2 separate regions of the Zea mays genome follow, and region 1 is linked to region 2. The links are chromatin contacts, called in public Hi-C maps. All regions are on one chromosome and are shown on one strand. The core of a region is the stretch at or near the end of the contact, and the rest is flanking DNA. Distances in the headings are between cores, read along the strand shown. Region 1 has its middle 94 kb from the start of LOC103628560. Region 2 holds the start of LOC100275174.

Region 1 (3,375 bases), core at 350-2,849, 330 kb after region 2:
GAAGCACTATCCGGATGTTCAAAGTCAAGTGGGGCCATCACTCAGAGGAAGAAGCAACCTGGGAAAGAGAAGATAATCTGAAAGCCAAGTACCTGGAACTCTTTGCTAGCGAACCCTGAATCTTGAGGGCGAGATTCTTTTTAAGGGGGATATGTTTGTAACACCTTGAATTTGGAGGTATAAAATTTCTTCTCTAAATGCCTACCAAATTCAGGTGTTACCCTTTCTCTCTCTCTCTCTCTCTCTCTCTCTCTCTCTTTCTTTTGAGTAGAATTAGGTTAATTTAGTGACGGGTTTATTATTTATTATGTCAAACTTATGGGAGTTATGAATTGTTGCATCATGCTGAGCCCAAAATATTCTTTGAATTTATGCACATGTTTGATTTGGTTTGAATTTGAATTGAAAATCCTAGAGAAAATAAAAAGAAAAGCAATTAGAAATTCGGAGAAAAAAAGGAAAACCCATTTAAGCCCAAGCCGGCGTAGTCAAGCCCAACGGGGCCGCGCGCGCCCACGCCGCCTGACAGGTGGGGCTCCACCTGTCAGCGGCGATTTCTTCCCCCCCCCCCCTCGTGCTTTCTCTCCCTCTCCACCTCCCTCTGCCCAGTGGGGCCGGTGTGTCGGCGTCAGTTGCCCTTACCCGCGGGCCCGTCTCGTCAGTGCGACGAGCCGTTTCCCCCGCACGTCTGCTGTAACACCACAGGTGTTACTGTACGCGTAACAGCGAATATGGACTTAAGCATGGAATGTTAGTATAAATAATGATCTCTTTATCCAGTATACTTTTGTCTCTCAAGATTAATAATAATAATAATAAATGCAATAATAATTTACTAAGATCCGACTTTAGTAATCTCTTGGCATGCAAGCTCCGTGGCAATTGGATCGTTTGAGTGGGCGAACGTGAATTTGGACAACATTTGAACTTTATAAATTCGGACTGTGTGGGTAACTATGAAATTATGTGCGAAAGGGATAATGGAGTTTGGTTCCCCGTAGGTTGTGCCGGGTAGAACAGTAAAGTACTCGGGTCAATAACGAATGAAGTTTGTCTGATTTCGATCGACTCAAACATGACCTAAATATCAAAGCTGATGCTGCTTGATTCGGTCTATTTGTTTTTGACCCTGATCCGAGTATTTGGTTAGCAAATGAATTTATTGTAACTCAGTCTTGTGATTCTTGTCCCATATAAATTAAGCAAAACTCGGCAACTGAAGTTTTGGGTGCAAAATAATTCTGTCTTCGCCCGTCAGCTGGGAAATCATATCCGAGGATCTATAATTGAGATTTCTTCAGTAAATTATCTGCTCTAAATTAAATCAAGCGTAGTCTGTACTAATTTGACTAGTATCTTTTGTTTCGTCCGATTTACATCTCCCACATACTTAATCTGAAAATTTAATCATCACTAAAAATCGCAATTCAAAATATCTATGAATTTCTAAAAATATGAAAAAGAGAGAAATAAAAAAATCTCTTCCCATCCCTATCCCCTGCCGTCGCCCTCTCTGATCTTTTTCTTCACCACACGCGTGTGGACAGATATTTCCACCATCGGCATGGGCAATGGCCTTATCCCCTCGCTAGATTCTTTTCTCTGATTCTGTACCGCGCCCAGCGTCCTCCCTGCTCCTCTGCAGCGTGCGTCCCGGTGCCCTATCTACTCCAGCCATGGCGTGTCTCTGCTCCATCTCCCTCGCGGCGCCCTTTCCAGGCGTGCTCTCTGCTGCATCTCGCCATCGACGCTGGTCGAGTCCTCGTCTCCAACTTCCTCACGCTCGGCTCCCAGGTTTTCCACTTCACCGGCTACTGCTCTTCCTGGTGCGCGCGCTCCTCCGGCCACTGGTCTACCCATCTGGCGCATGCTCTCCACCTACAGGTCGTTTCCATGCTGCACTCTTTCATCACGTCGCTCCTCAAGCTCGTCCTGGTCACTGTCTTTAGCTACACCGTCGCCTTCATTCTTCTCGCAAGCTCCTCCCAATCTGTCGTCCCTGTCTCTGATTCCTGGCGTCATTTTCCAAACCCCGCTGCTCCGCTTCCCTCTCTCGTGCTCGCCGTCCCACAGCTTGAAGCCGACGAGGTGGCCTCAGCACAAGCGCGCGTAGCCTTGACAGTTGCTCATGGTGGCAATGTTGTGTGTTTATCTAAGAAAGTTGAATTTCTGAAGCTTCAAAATGGCAGTGACATTCGTGGTGTTGCTGTTGCTAGGATTGAAGGTGAGCCTGTCAACCTCACGGAAGATGTCACTAAAGCTATAGCTGCAGCTTTTGCCGCATGGCTATTAATCAAGAAACCAGATGACTTGAGACGTTTAAGAATCTCTGTTGGACATGATTCATGAATTTCTGCACATAAATTGCAGAATCCAGTCACTCATGGAATCACTGCTGCTAGACACGATATCCTACAATTTGGATTGGCTTCAACACCTGCAATGTTCAATAGTACACTTACAGAAGATGAGAGTAGTCATTTACCTGTTGTTGGAGTCATAATGATGACATATTATTCAGTCAAGGGGAGATTCCAAGAGTGGTGGATTGAGGAGAAAGTGAAGCTCAGTTCAAAGTTCGTCAGGTGTTCGATTGAAGGCTTCAATCAGAGACTGTCGTCATTCTTGCAAATATTAAGTCAAGTTGATTATGCAGCCCCTTACTCCTCGTCGTCGATCCACGCCGCGTCCACGACATGCCCGTCGATCCCGACGATCTATCTTCCTATGCGCGCCACTTGCGTTGAGATCCGAAGCTCCCCTGTCATGCTCGACCCTGGAGGTCTCCAACTTGTCGACATCCCTTACGTCGTCTTAAAATCCCAAGAGTTTGGATAAACCAACAAATCCCGTGTGGTGCTTGCCGGGTGCTCCGCAAAAAGGTCTTAACAAGAATCATTGACGTCTGCGCGAATTTATGGTCAATATGGTAATCATACTCTGATTCGCTATTTTGGCTAATTAATTTGATAGATGGATTAGAGGGATATTTATCGTAATAATTATTTTATTTGTAGCTTAAACGCGTCGTGGGTGTATTTGATGCATGATAAAGGTCGTAATTGTATGCTGCATGGTTACCACCATAATTATGAAGTAGTCGAGAGGTGTGGTGAAATATAGGTTTGAGGTATGAATGATATGAAGAATGTGTTGGAAAATTTGTATACGTAGCGCGATTAGATTATAATGAGAAAACTAGGTTAAGTATTTTATCTGGCTAGCTAGTAGTTCTGACGATGTTGTCGTGCCGATTTACTTTGTTTAAAGAAATTAATGCTTTACTAGAAGACATTCTATGCTTCGTCTCATGGTAGGATAACTGTCGTAGATAGATGTTGGTACCTAATGAAGTAAGTGGAAGCGAATAGTGTT
Region 2 (3,196 bases), core at 666-3,165:
TAACAGCAGCAGTGGAGCAGTTCATTTCATGTTCAGCATGCAGAATAAAAAGAATATCTAGAGCTCGAGCAAGTCGAGGATTTGGTTTATATGTTCTGTCACCCCTGCCAAATTGATTTTTCTTTATATTCTTAGAAAACATAAATCAATGTACAGTCACAGTTGAACTGTTTGCTTATTTGAATGCATGGAAATAATCATACATGGCATAGTTGAAACATGCATTCAATATGAAACAACTTACAAAGAGTCCAGCATGTACAAGAAGTTCTCTGAATAAGATAGAGTATTTAAAGGAAGGACGGGAGGTCTTCCTGCTAATCTCAAGTAGGCAGCAGCTGCTATTGTTGGTGCCTGAACAAGCCAAATGCATATAAAAATCAAGGTACCATCATTTTAAATTTGCAAGATCTCCAGTTGTTTGCTAGAATTATAGCATTAACTAAAGGAACTAGATAACCAGGCATACCTTCCCAAGTACTCGCACAATTTGTTTATCCCTCACCTGCTTCGATTTATAAAGATCTTGACCCTACATGAGCAGAATATGTGTTCAAAATATTAAATTCAAATTTAAAGATCTGGCTGGGTTGAAATTTCTGGTTAATTGTATCACAGAAAGTTGATCTAGTTGAATAATATCCTCTGTCTTGATTGGTGCGTATAGGCAGTACTTACTTGTAGAGCAGGGTTTGCATCTGGATGAAAGACAGAAAGGGTGCTCATAGCACTGGCAAGAACACCCATGGGGTGAGCATCATGGGGCATTGATTGTATGATATCCTGAACACATTAAAGTAATTACAAAATATACATTTTAATCTATGCCAACTCAAAAATCTGTCTTGATAAGAAAAGTTGATAATAAAGCATACCAACAGTCCTTGGGGAACAGCAGAATGCTGAGAAATAGCAAATTCCCAGCCTGCCAATTGACTCTGAGTAGGCAAGTTCCCATACACTGAATACAATATGTATTATGTAAGTTCACAAAACAATTTCAATCGGTTACAATGATAAATAGAAGGACAGCAAAGTCGATATCACTTACTTAAAAGGTAGGCCACCTCAACAAACGAGCTGCTTTCAGCCAATTCTTCGATTGGATAACCCCTATAGCGAAGGATTCCCTCATCTCCATCGATGTAGCAGATGGACGAGCGAACAGGGGCAGTGTTAAGGTAACCAGGATCATAAATCTTAAGACCCTTGTCGTCCTTTCCAGTGGTAATCTGCAGCATATTCGGGAAAGGTAACCATCTTTGTTTCTAGACGACCTTCTATCATCGCAAAGGAATTGTTTGGTTGCATAGGGACAGGAGAGGATTGAGGGAGATTAAATCCCAATCCCCTTCAATCCACTCCAGGCAGACCTAAAAATTCAGCACCTAATTCAACGATCTTTGGTCATCAATCATGATTGCTACAAATTGACAATTCGCACAGCATGTTCCGGCAGCAACACAGCCAACATGACAATTGACAATAGCAAGCGCCTCCTAGAAGGCTAGAACGCCAAGACCCCGGGGGATCACGGCACGGCACGGCGCGACCGCCGGGACCGTCAATCCGCGCTCGCTGCTCGGTACCTTCTTGAAGTCGGTGGCGCGCACGGTGCCGTCTTCGGAGACCTTGACCTCGTGCCGCTTCCCGGTCCTCCCGTCCACCACGGCAAGCGCGCCGGCGCGGGGCCCGGGCGCCGGCGCGGATACCGGCGACCTCTCCAGCCCCGCCGCCTCCTCGGCCCCTGCACCACGGAGGTGGGAGGAGAGCACGGCAAGGCGGCCCCGCGCGGGGTCGGCGCGATCCATGGCGCGGGATCGAGTTGGTCGGTGGGAGAAGGGAGCAGCAGCCAAGCAAATGCAGAGGCCCAGACGGGATGCAGAGCAGAAGTGGTTGCTTGGACGCTTTGCCTTCGCGCAATTCGATGTATTTGCTCATTGATTGACGTCCTTTGCTGCTTTGGAGTCGTGCGAAAGTGAAACTCGTGCGTGTGGGGCTGTGGGCTCATCGTGCTCCAGCTCAGGTTCCACGTCATGCGTGGATTGGCTTCCGATCTGAATTTTAATTTGGATTTTGATTTTCAAGGATGGCCTCAAATTGGCGTGAGTATCTCCAAAAGCCTTTCTAAATTATCACTTAGTGAGTCATTTACATAAAAATTACTTTCTACTTCCTTTCTTTCAAAATAAAATTTATTTTAACTTTTTAGTTAATTCATACAGTAATTAATGTATTTGTTTTATATAATTTAAACGTAGATATAAAAATTAAAAGCTAAAATGACTAATATTTTAGGATGAATGGAGTATTTTTTTAATCCCCAACAACTTTTCTATATTTTATTTGCACTCTAGAGACATACGCGTTTTCGATCTTTGGCTAGCGAAAAACTCATAATAGAATATGGTCATATTTGGATAACCATTTACATAAGCTATTGGATGACATTTTAAAAAACAATCTCTATTTATATGTTCGAAAAGGTGACCAGAGAGGTGAATGGGAGCCAATCAAATCATGTTGCTTAAAACTAGAACTTGAGCACTTAACTTCAATGGAGATGAAGAAGTCCAAATCAAAAGCTCATCAACCAACCAGTGATCTCGTGTTTTGAAAATGTTCTTAGGACTCACACGAGACCAACAAAACAAACAAATTCAAATCGGACACCGAAAAGTCCGAAGCGCCACAAAACTGTGTCGCTATCTAGTGATGTTTTCAGGAACTCGAAATTTAGTTTTCGAATGCGAAATTGATTCAAACGGACTTCGATTGAGCTAGAATTTTACACACGCCTTGATAAATTAGTTTCCAAGGTCTTCATAAAATTTGAACTCGAACATATTTGTAAATCAAACACATTTTAGAAAACACAGACTAGACCGGGGTTCTGTTGGGGTTTTCAAAACGAGTTCACATTGGATCACGACTACAAACTGCTCAAACCAGATGATTACAATGGTCTAGAGAGTGATCTTTACCCCCAAGGTAATCCCCAAAACAATCCCTAACTCAAGAAATCAACAATTCTCACAAAATCCAAAGAGAGGGATTTAGAGAGTAGAAACTGGTTCAAAATTGCAGTGAGATCAACAAGACACGATCTAAACAAACATTGGACCATGAATGGTTATAGTCACCCTTCCTCTCAAAATCATAATTACACAGATGTGGAGTTCACGAGAACACTTGT

Evidence for each region. Hi-C and Micro-C count contacts between places; a contact is called where the count stands out from the background.
Region 1: a Hi-C map of leaf shows a contact between it and region 2, with 5 times the contacts expected there. The contact joins the enhancer-like site here to the promoter of LOC100275174 in region 2. A contact is called at or near these places in 2 of 25 Hi-C or Micro-C datasets (leaf and tassel).

What each region holds. Positions count from the first base shown.
Region 1 is chr5:152,815,847-152,819,221 of Zm-B73-REFERENCE-NAM-5.0, forward strand. No RefSeq gene overlaps it. Among protein-coding and RNA genes, the nearest start is that of LOC103628560, 94 kb to the right of the region's middle. Within about 2 kb of position 1,600, at least 6 of the 20 cell types and tissues checked have an H3K27ac peak or open chromatin away from gene starts, as enhancers often do. A contact at or near this core is called in leaf, where this site is marked.
Region 2 is chr5:152,490,195-152,493,390 of Zm-B73-REFERENCE-NAM-5.0, forward strand. It overlaps LOC100275174, which reads right to left and starts at 1,916. Exons shown (of 13, transcript NM_001353653.1): 1 at 1,590-1,916; 2 at 1,052-1,232; 3 at 876-961; 4 at 679-783; 5 at 470-532; 6 at 245-354; 7 at 1-104. The coding sequence starts at 1,811.